2 separate regions of the Rattus norvegicus genome follow, and region 2 is linked to region 1. A link is a contact called in public Hi-C data. All regions are on one chromosome and are shown on one strand. Each heading gives the region's core, a stretch centred on a gene start, on an enhancer-like site or on the middle of the called end of the contact. The rest is flanking DNA. Distances are from core to core; before and after follow the strand shown.

Region 1 (5,647 bases), core at 977-3,476:
GAAAGATAATTGAGCACCGAGCCGATGCTGACCACTAGGGGACTCAAACGCTCACAGTGATCAAGGTTTGGGGTTTCTTTTTGTTTTTTGTTTTTTGTTTTTTTCATTATTTTCCATTCTTTACATCACATTAAAATATCTAAAACGTGACACGTACTATTGAAAAGTACAAACGAATAAACTAGAGAAGGATTCAGTGTCTGCCTCTTCGTGGTTCTCTCCAAGTGTGAATTCTTTTCTAGACTTCAAATTCCAATCCTAAAGCACAGGGTGTAGATCAGTGGCCAAGAGACTGAAGAGCACATGCAAAGCCCCCAGCTCAGCTCCAATCGTTCAAATTCTGAGTATGCACACCAGGAAACCCATTTGCCATTCTGGTCTCGGAGTGCATTTTTCTTCTCTGTTTTCAAATACTTTCCTAGAACGCACTTCAGATACCCTTCCCTCTCACCTCCACAGTGAGGCACTTAGCTAGTTAGAAATGTGTGTGTGTGTGTGTGTGTGTGTGTGTGTGTGTGTGTCACACACACACAATTCATTATTAAATGAAATGGCACAACCAAATCCATATAAATCGCATGGGGCCTGCCTTAAACTCACTTGTTTCTAATTTACTCTCTCTATTAGGAACATGTTGCTAAAATCAAGAGAATAAAGCCTTGCTCATATGAATTAATTCCTATCCATCTGCAACAGGGGAACTGAAGGTCAGCAATGGTATCCAAAGAAAGGCGATTACTGACAGTGAGAAAGGAGGCGGTTCAAGGCTGCGAGGCCAAGAAATGACATATTCTAGTGGACTCAAACCACCCTCTTCGAATCTTGGCATCCTGTGGTATAAAAAAAATAAGACAGGGGAACACTGAAAAGCAAAGCTTGCCACCTGCTGCCCGATAGCGAAATCTTGCACAAGCAACTTGCACCCACACTTCCTAACGCAAGCCCCTTTGTAAGCAGACTGCTGCGGGACGTTCACACTGAATTATCCAGCTGATATTTTTTTTTCTTTTTAAAGAAAAGGTCAAACCTAACTTCTGTTTTTACCAGATAGATGCTATTCCTAGTTCTCTACATAATCCTCTAAAACCAGAGGAGGTAGTGGAGGAGGAGGAGGAGGAAGAGGAGTAGGAGGAGGAGGAGGAGGAGTAGGAGGAGGAGGAGGAGGAGGAAGAGGAGGAGGAGGAGGGGGGAAAGAAAATAAAAGGAATTTAAAAAAAAAAAGACACTTCCAAACTGTTGCACACATTGTGTGTATAATGAATTGAGCGAACTGCAGTTGTGTTTATTACAGTACCCAGACCGGGGAGGAATGTCTTTGAAAATGTGCCAGCATTGTCTTATGCTCCCATAGCCTGTCATCATTCCAACATGATATGGAATACCAAATCCATTCTGGGATCCATGCAGACTCTAGCATCCAAACATTAAAGCACAACTGCATTAAGGAGGTTTATAAATAGTTTACTTTAAATGCATTCACATAATGAAACCCTCAGTAGCCGTCCAGCTGACCCAAAAGGCAGGAAAAAAAAACCCACTCAATATCCCACCATTGTGCTAAGTATTAGCCTTACACAGTTAAACTTCCAACAACTTTAATTACACTAACACTCACTAGTGTTTTCAAAGGCTCTTGGTGGATCCAGGATCCATTTCTATTTTCACTGGTGCTAAGACAATCTGAGATGTAGATTAATTTTAGCACAAAAATACAAAGCAGCCAGCTATCAAGTATTGTCTGTCAGATTCTAACTCTATACATATGTGAGTCCACAACGGCAGGACCTCAAAAACAATCCAGAAGAAGAAAGGAAGAAAAACACCATCTGAGAAGAAGATGCCCTGTGAGCTGCAAGCCACCAAGGACAGCTATTATACAAACCATACGCATATGTGCCCTTCAGAGCTCTGGACTAAGGAATAGGCCAGCAGTCCCTGGGAAGACCTGTGGAAAGCAGGTTTACGACACTGCATTGATAACTCCTGAGGCCTTTGAGGCACACCATTCCGGGCCTGCCTGAGTGCAGAATAGAGCCAAAGCTATTTGAAGAATGTTGTTCATCTGGGATCTCCTATACAGCAGACAGCAAGAAACCAACTCGCTTTCAAGAGAGCATCAGAATCTTGGACTATTTCCTAGTGTGAATTACTTTCCTCAACACTAGAGGCAGTGTCCCCATACAAAAAGAAGCCAGCTCACTGGCAGCCGCTTAGTTTTTAGAGGCTGCTAGCTCTTCCTGGAAAGAGCACCACACATACTCAATCCCTCCCTGCAAAGCTCTGTGGTGGCTATAAATTCCCGAACTACGGCTGCAGTGTTTCCGATGCAGCAGGAAACTCTTCGGTGCTCTCACCTAATTGCCCATACTGGCCACAGCAAAGCATCTAGAAGTAATTAGTTTGTAATGCTAGCATCTAGCTACACTTCACATACTACAACTGTGATTTGAAACAGGACCTGGTACCCACAGGGAAGGATTCAATGAATCACTTGCTTATTAGTTCCAGCCCCATCAACACCAGAACTAGACTTTGACAGAGGATGTCAAATATGTGACTTTATTAGAAGGCATACATAGTATCACATATATTTTGTCCTATAAAAAGATAGCTATAGGGGCTAGAGAGATGGCTCAGAAGTTATGAGCACTTTCTATTCCTGTAGAGGGCCCAGGTTCAGTTCCGAGAACTAACACGGCTCCTGGCATCTGTCCACAGCTCCAGTTCCAGAGAATCCAATATCCTTTCCCAGCCTCAACAGACATCCAGCATACATGCCATGGAATTATGTATATACAAGCAAAACACTTGTGTACATAAAACAAAAATTAAATCTGTAAAATTAAAAATAGTGTATTTACTTGTTTAAATTTCTCTAGAAATAATGTGAAGCAAAGAAAAATAATTCCTGCTACCCCTTATTTACTGAAATGAAAGAATATTTATACTAGTTGTTAGCATAGTACCTGGTATATATGAAATAATGAGATATGTGAGATTGAAAATCCTCCCATTTTGTTTTTGGTGTTATGTTTTGTTTTGTTGTTTGCTTGTTTTTGTCAAAGACTTCCTAACAGAGCTTTGCTGTGAGACTTTCCCTTGGGAAGCATGAACAAATACCTTTCCACCCCAAACAAGGAACTAACAAAACACCAAAGAAACAATTCCCTCCTAGTCTAGCTTAATGAACCAGAGAGTTTATTAAAGGAGTGTGGATGGCTCAAAGACAACCACATCACTGAAGTCTGACCAGCATGAGGATAACTTACACCTGCAAATAATTTCGCTACTTTCTCCCTAGCAACTGTTACTGCTTATATAACCATGCAGAGGGGTCTTGTGAATCTCCTAAACTGCAGGAACTTCCTGAGACTTGTAAACTGTGCTTAATTCCTGAATCTTGTTAAGTTTCATTTTCTTCCTGAGTCTTAATGAGGCTTCTTCCAGGATGAAAGATTTCAATGCAGAGGATATATAGCTGAAAGCTTGATCATCTCTTTATTTTTTATGAATACCCTAAATATATTTGGACATGAATACATGTGGACTTTATTTTTTTTAATTTTAAGAAACAGAACTTTTTCACTAGCTCTAGAGTTTCCAGTTCTGAAGCAATACTGTGACTTCTATCATGTAGAGGTCACCCGGGTTGAGTCACCTACAGAGCAAATCATAAAAACCTTCCGGGCAACTTTAGACCTTAACAGTTAACTAAACAAATACATGCCGCACCTGAAACAAAAAGTCCATTACTTAGGGAAAAATGTCTCAAAATAAATATGCAATCTCTGTTTCATACTTTTATGGTTAGCTTATATTTAACTATTTCAAGTACTAACTAGTAAGACGAGAAGCGCACAGTAGGTGGGTTATTATAGAAGTATAAGACAGGGGTGAGGGGCTCATTCCCAGTTCTTAGAAAAGACATCATGAAAGATGTAAACCAGGGCTCTGCCAGCTGAGGGAGGAAGAGAACAGGTGAGTGGACCACTTTTGGCCTAACATGAGAACACTTGGAGGTATATGTAGGAAGGGGCAGAGATAACATGAATTCTTTAAAACCAAAAACTATACAGCCAAAGATCAAGAAATGTCAAAAATCAAAGCTCAATGGACATCTGATAAGGCCAAAATAAAATACTTTGTTCTTCCTACAGAGCATGAGAACCTGCTACCCAGAATGGTTTGAGGATGGATAGAAGAGTCACAGGGAAGGGAGTTAAATCTGGTTTTGACTCTGGTTGGTGAGTTTGAGTCCAGAGCCAGAGTAGAGCCAGGAAAAGGAAGCATTCAGACAGGCCTCTACTTTCCCATGCATCCAATGATCTAGAGACAGATGAGCGTTACACAGTACATAATTTTTTAACCCTGGCACATAAACAGATCTGCAGTTCTTAACTTGGACCCAGAAGAAGTTTCTTTTATCACTAGACCGAAATTTTTCTCTCAAGCAATCATTGTGAGAGGCAGGTTGGTTATGAAGAAGGCTCACCAGTCATCTAGCCCTGGAATGTGCCCAACACACAAGTGACCCTCACATTTCCTTAATGGCTGATATGGGCCTTTTTCTACGTCTCTAAGCCCCACTGTGAGACCCCTTTGTTCAATCGTCAAGGACATCCAGAATGGGAGTCTCCCCACTCAATTTCATTCACTACTGTTTTTCAATTCTCCTTGAAGAGAGGGAGCTCCCAACAGTGTCACAGGAAGTACCTACATGTCTGATGCTGCTGTTTACTTAAACCCCAGTCTCTTCCTTGCATCTCCTAATCCTGCAGATTCTGGTCAACTTCCTTTACTCTAATCCTCTAGTCCCTGCCTTTCTTCATTCTCTATTAGAATCTGTCAGGTGCCTGCTTAACTCAGCAGTTAATTAGTTAATTAGCAGTTAATTAACCATCACGACTGTTCAGACATATCACTTTGCACCTTCAACTGATGCACCTGGACCAGTACCTGACCTATACATGACATTCAACAAATGTTTTCTGATGGAATAAATGAATCAACTATCATTGAAAAGCCGGGTGGTGTCTTTAATCCCAGCACTTGGGAGACAGGCAGGTGAACCTCTGAGTTCAAGGACAGTCTGGTGACTGGAGCTTTTCCTGGAGCTAGTTCCAGGAAAGCCAGGGACTCATTAGGAAACCCTGTCTTGAAAAACAAAACTAAAAATAAATAGGTAAATAAACATTGAAAATCTGTATTGTGGAAGTGAGTGAGATTTTTATCACCGCTGCGATGAACCAGATTTAAGGTAACCAATTAGAAATGAATGAAAATCATCTTGACTTGGGAAATCACAGGATCCACGGTAGATAAGCACCTGTGTGTCTATGGCTGGTGGGATAGTACCTGTTGCACGTGCCTGGCAACCTCATTTCAGTCCCTGGAACTCAGGTGCAGTGGCTCCCAACCATAAACTCAGCACTGCTGCTGAGAGACGGGAGCCACAGACAGGAGACACACACACACACACACACACACACACACACATAATCATAATAATAATAATAATAATAATAATAATAATAATAATAATAATTTTTTTAAAACTGAAAAAGAAAGATTCATTTCTATGTAAATCAGTAAGTCAGAAGAATTCTGAAATAAATTACCCAGTCAAAGAGTAATAAGTCTTCACGGG
Region 2 (5,647 bases), core at 1,225-3,724, 85 kb after region 1:
AAGCAAGCATTTGAACTGGCAAAGCCCCGAGTGCAGGAAGATTCTGGAAAATAACTGGACCTCGAGGTTGGATGATGCTTGTCGCTCTTTTCAGGAAGCTTTTAACATCGGGCCTGGTTGGCTTAGGTCTGTAAATCCAGGAGCGGGCAGGGCTGTGTGTACTGATGCACATGTATGAATCGCTCATTGGTAGAGAGCTTGCTGAGCACGTGGGTAGCCTTAAGTTCGATGCCCAGTGTGCAACTATTCCTGCCTTACTCTGGGAAAGGGTGCCCTAATTTCCATTCCTCTTCTGACATCACGTCAACGAATGCTTTTTAATTGTTGGTGTAAATACCATTAGATTAATCGTATTGGTTCTGGCGCACAGCCTACCGTCACGTGGGATTTTTTTTTCCCCAAGTGAGACAGTCATAAACGCCAGGGTTGAGCGCAAGGCATCTTGGATGTCATAATCCAGTCCTTCCTAGATGGTTATACAGGCTGCAGGTGTACTGTATTTCAGATTTCACCTTCCGGGGTGAAACTGCCTGCCTCTTCAAGAGGCCTCTGAGGAACCTCCCCAACCCCAACCTGACCCTCCCCTCCCCCAACTCCCCACACACATACAGCCCCACCTGGTCCATTGTCCAAGGTTGCTGTGACTTACGTTTGGTGCACCTCTGGGAGCCCGGGGCCTTACTCCACCCATGGCAGCACTGCCCTCCACAGACATTGATCCTGAAACAAAGTGAGACCCCTGAGTCCAGAGCAGTGAACTCAAGCTTCCAGAGAGTTCCTGAAAAGTTAGTCTCTTGCTTCCACGTTCCTCTAGATTAGAGAGAGCTCTAAAGTGTGCCCACAGGATGCCCAGCCCAAAGTTGCTCAGCTGTAAGGGTCTAGGACCATTCATCTGGGAAGGAGGGAGGAACCACTGGATCTGCAGAACAGGCATGGAGACTTAAAATCCAAACAAATGGTTGTCTCAAACTCCAAATTAAAACAGTCAAAAGTATTCTTCATATTCTCTAGGCCCACTTTGCTTCACTGACGCACCCCCCATCCCCCCCCCCCCCGCCAAAAGAGTGAGATCACCCTGAGGATCCATCCCTGGGAGTTGGGGGAAGAAGCCAAATGTCCAAATTAAGTCGCCCCCATCCCAACTTGTGATTAATGGGGAGAAAGGCGTGCAGTAGGGATATTTAGCAGCACCGAATAACAAACTTTCCAACCCCTACTGCGGTCCATGTGGAATCTCATCCCAACCTCTTACCAATTTAGGACCCACAGGTGCCAGGAAACCCAAGTCTACAATTTCTGGGATGCTCAAGGAGAGCTTTAGAGCTTTAGAGCCAGCTTTCACTCACAATCCCTTTTTCATTAGGTAAACCAAAATAAAAAACCGAGTTGCAAGAAGTTTAATTGATGCCTTGGGATTAAGCTGTAGTGACTTCATGTTTACGCCCATAGTCTAAGAGCTGAAGGGTTTGCGCACAGGAGGTTACGCCCCGGGAAAGAAATAAATGCCTTTTGTGTTTCCCTGCAGCTCGGTAACAATGCACTCGGAGTTAAACACCAGTAAAAAAGTGAGCGGGCTTCCCCCGCGCCCACCCCTTCCCGCAGCGCCCCCGGCGGGGAGGAGACGGTGCACTGGCCCCGCCGGGTCCCAGCGCGCGGGGCAGGCGGAGCGTGGGCTTACCCCTGCAGCTGCTGCTTCTGCTGAACCTGCAGTCTGGAGCCCCCGGAGCTCTGCGTGTCCTGCTGCACTTTGGAGCGCACGACTTGCCTGCCATGTTTGGCGAAGCGAGTGACCGCGGTCTGAGCACCGGCCTTTGAGTGGAGCTGCCGGCTGGGCGCCCCCGGACGCGCGGGCTCGGGTGGCAGCGGAGATCGGAGCCCGGGCAGGGCCGCGCCGCCAGGCTGGCTGGTGCGCCGGGTCCGCTCGGCTGGGGGCCCGGCCAAGGAGCGGCTGGAGGTGGCTGTTGAGCTCCGGCTGTACCTGGCGTCCAGTGCGACGTTGAAGGTCCGCGGGGGCCCAGCCAGAGGCAGGGTTCCGGCCGGCAGTCCCGGGCCCGGGCGCACCACGTACGTGATCCTCCGCACCCGGCCGTGCGCAGACCACGCTAGCAGCCCTGCCCAGAGCAGGAGTCCCCACCTGAGCCAGGCTCCCGCCATCGCGGGCAGTCTCCGGCCGTGCGACTCGCCCTGCCCCGGCGCACTCCCTCGGTATCCCCGAGGACTCCGCGGAGAGCCTGTGCGCCGCGGGGTGGAGGCCAACTGGGTGGCCGCAGGGAGGGAGCTTTGCGGGCGGCTGAGCGGCAGCGGACCCCAGCCGGGAGCGGAGGCGAGCAGGGGGCGGGAGCTGGGGTGGAGAGGAGGGGAGGGGCGCGGGCTGCTCAAGGTGAGGGTCCCCTGGCTCAGCCGGGGTGTCGCCGGGTGCTGCTGAGGTGCTATGGGCGCCGACCCCGCGAGGGTGGGCGAGGACGACCGTGAGCGCTGGACGCTCAGAGGCAGCCCCGGCTGCAAAGTCTTTTAAAAGTTTCTTCTCCCCGGTGGAGCCCTGTGTCAGATCTGAACAGCCAATCTGCGGCAGACGTGACGTCAGGCAGCAAATCCTAATTGGGGAAAGCTTGAGATGAGCCGGAGAATGAGCCGCCACCCTCCGCATCCAAAGATTGGGACTGTGGGTCGAGTGGACAAGGGTTCCGGCTCCCCAGTCCCAGGAGAAGACAAAGAGCTCAGCAAGGTGAGGGAAGAACGGCCCTTTCCTTCTAGCGGCCGAAAAGGATTCGAGTAATAACAGTTTAGAAGTGTTTTACCCGAGTTTGTTTGGATACTGTCTGCAGGAGTTGAATTTGAACACTAGGTCCGGTCCCAGAAAAGGCTATCCCAGGTAGGGCAAGCTGTCCATTGGAAAGTGATTATCTCTATTAGTCGGAAGGAAGGTTTTCTTTAGGACTGCAACCTCCGGAAGACTTTGTGGTACCCTGCTCCTGGCATTGGAGGGTCAAGAATGCGGGATGGGCAGCAGGGGGCGCCCATGTAGATGAAGAAAAAAGCAGAGGCTGCCCAGCCGGTGGTCCTCGCAGTGGAACGGAGCATTTAGGGATTCATTCTCTCTCTCTCTCTCTCTCTCTCTCTCTCTCTCTCTCTCTCTCTCTCTCTCTCTCTCTCTCTCTCTCTCTCCTCCCCTCCCCTCCCCTCCCCTCCCCTCCCCTCCCCTCCCCTCCCCTCCCCTCCCCTCCCCTCTCCTCTCCTCTCCTCTTCTCTCCTCTTTCTCCTGCAAAAGAGACTTTGAAGAAAACCAGGTAATGGCATCTTTACTGCTAACATCTGAATTAAAACAATGTCAACAGAATGAATGCTATTTTTACATGACTGAAATCAAAAGTCCATTAAAATAACTGTATATTTAAAAAAGAAAGCGCCAGAGACTGGAGAAATAGCTTGGTGGGTGGTTAAATGCACTGGCTGCTCTTTCATCGGACCTGAATTAGATTCCCAGCACCCACATGTTAGTTCACAACCATCCAAACCTCCAGCTCCAGGAGACTTGATGCTCTCTTCTGACCTTCAGATGCATATATACATATATATACATATATATATATATTCATGCAAAGCAGTGACACACATAAAATAAAGGAATATTTTCAAAAGTGAGCTAAAAGGGGCTTTTTCCCAGCCTTGGGTTTTCTCACACATTAGTACTTTTGATTGTCGTTTGCTGGCTTTCTGTGCACCAGCTCAGGACAACTGGTAGCAAGTGAGACTGAGTTAAGAAATATTGATGGTGGGAAAACTCATTTCAAGTTGAGGAAGCAATCTAGTCACCTACTTCAATCTGCATATGGCTGACATGCCGGTGAGTATTTGATCTGAGAAGACTGGGCCTGGAGGCCTGAACACAGGCTTCCAGAGGGAGCACTGTCTGAGAGCCACTACCATCAAAAAGAAGAAAGAAAGAAGGAAAGAAGGAAAGAAAGGAAGAAAGAAAGAAAGGAAGAAAGGAAGGAAGAAAGGAAGGAAGAAAAGCTCTGGATGAAGGAAGGAGACCTGGACTACAGCATAAAATTATCACTAATTTCTACAGTCCACAGGCATTTCACCTTTACTCTCGGAAGCTCTGCTTTCTCAACACACACATACACACACACACACACACACACACACACACACACACACACACACACACACAGACCAACTGGGTGAAAAGTCCTTCCCAGCCCTAATAGCTAGGGTATCCTGTCCCTCTGTACAGCACAACTCCACTCCAACCTCAAAGCTGGGTCAAAGTGAACCAGGTGAAAGGAGGGGTCAAGACACTGTCTGGTGTCTGCAACTTTGGGTTCTATGTGAAAAAATACAAGGGAACAAATGCCTACCCAGTGCCTGCAGTGCAAAAAGCCAGCAGATACACAGCATCCTTGTATCTATCTGGAGTTACAAAGTATCCTGAGGCACAAAGGCTCTGTATAAAGGAAACCTATCTGGTTGGGGAAACAAGATCTAAATGAAGCATTAAAGAAGATAAACAGCTGAATTAAGCAAGGCTTAGAGAAAAATAACCGAAATTTCACAAGGCACTATTTGATTTCCGGGATCCTATAACATAGTATATCCCATAATTCTTTGTCATCTTGTAGACAATTCTTAACAAAGAATATTTCCTGGCCGCAAGTCAAGCCTGCCCCGGTGAAGATTTTAGGTGTCATATAGGGATTTTCTAAGCAGCTGGGTGCATTGCACAGGGAGTGGGGCAGGAAGCAGGAGGCAAGGGAGGGGAAGGCAGTCCATGGGTGGGAAGGGAGGAGGAGAGTGGACAAGGGAAATGACCCAGGCAGCATTACCAACAAGAAGTCTTTACTAGTTTCAGTGTTGGGTAAGCCTTCCTGGCAAGTGTCTCCCAGGTCCAGGATTGGCCGGGGGGGGGGGGGTGACATATATCAACACTGCTTCCAGGACAGAAGCAGCTGTTTACAGACGGCACAGCTGGGAGCAGACTCTGGGAGCCTAGCCTCCCTACTTTGGGCAAGTCATTCCACCTGTCTGGATCTCAGTTTCTAGAGAATCTGGGGCTCTGCTTGTAATCGCTGTCTTTGCAGTAAAACTGGTTTTCACTCTGATCTATGGCTCTACAGAGAAGTGTTTTCTGTGAGACAGCTCAGAAAGTAAGAGTCCCTGGTGTGCAACTATAAAGACCTAAGTTCAAATCCCCATCACCCATATAATAGCAGACCATGGTCACAGACAGTAGTAACTCCAGCACTCTAGGGGAAGGGGAAGGAGAAAAGAATGCAGGAACTGCTGTTATCAGCCTAGATCCTAGTCCAGAGAGAGAAACTGTCTCAAGGGAATAGGCAGAAATGATCACACAGGACATCCAGTGTCCTCCTCTGATCTCCACACAAACACAAAGGCAAGCATGAACACACACATCCACACACACTACATACATGCCACTTACATACACCATGCACACACCAAAAATAAAGAACAAAAGAAATTACAGATGTTTCCTACCTTTGAAAATGTACAAGGCAATATTTCTTTCTCCTGACAGCAATACAGGAGTGGCCACTTCTGGTGCATCTTCAACCAAATTATAACCTCTAACAGGAATGCTCCCCCATTCTGTGGAACATATGTGTGCCTACATGACCATGAA

What was found. A called contact is a pair of places that touch in the nucleus more often than the background predicts.
Region 2: a contact with region 1 is called in a Hi-C map of the A7r5 cell line, with 2.1 times the contacts expected there. The contact joins the promoter of Ltbp1 here to the enhancer-like site in region 1. A contact is called at or near these places in 6 of 12 Hi-C or Micro-C datasets (the A7r5 cell line, Schwann cells, kidney and 2 more).

Annotation. Positions count from the first base shown.
Region 1 is chr6:26,090,340-26,095,986 of GRCr8, forward strand. All of the region lies in intron 3 of Ltbp1 (latent transforming growth factor beta binding protein 1), which reads right to left. Among named protein-coding and RNA genes, the nearest start is that of Ltbp1, 84 kb to the right of the region's middle. Within about 2 kb of position 2,227, at least 21 of the 93 cell types and tissues checked have an H3K27ac peak or open chromatin away from gene starts, as enhancers often do.
Region 2 is chr6:26,174,827-26,180,473 of GRCr8, forward strand. It overlaps Ltbp1 (latent transforming growth factor beta binding protein 1), which reads right to left and starts at 2,475. Exons shown (of 34, transcript NM_021587.2): 1 at 1,679-2,475; 2 at 650-720. The coding sequence starts at 2,154.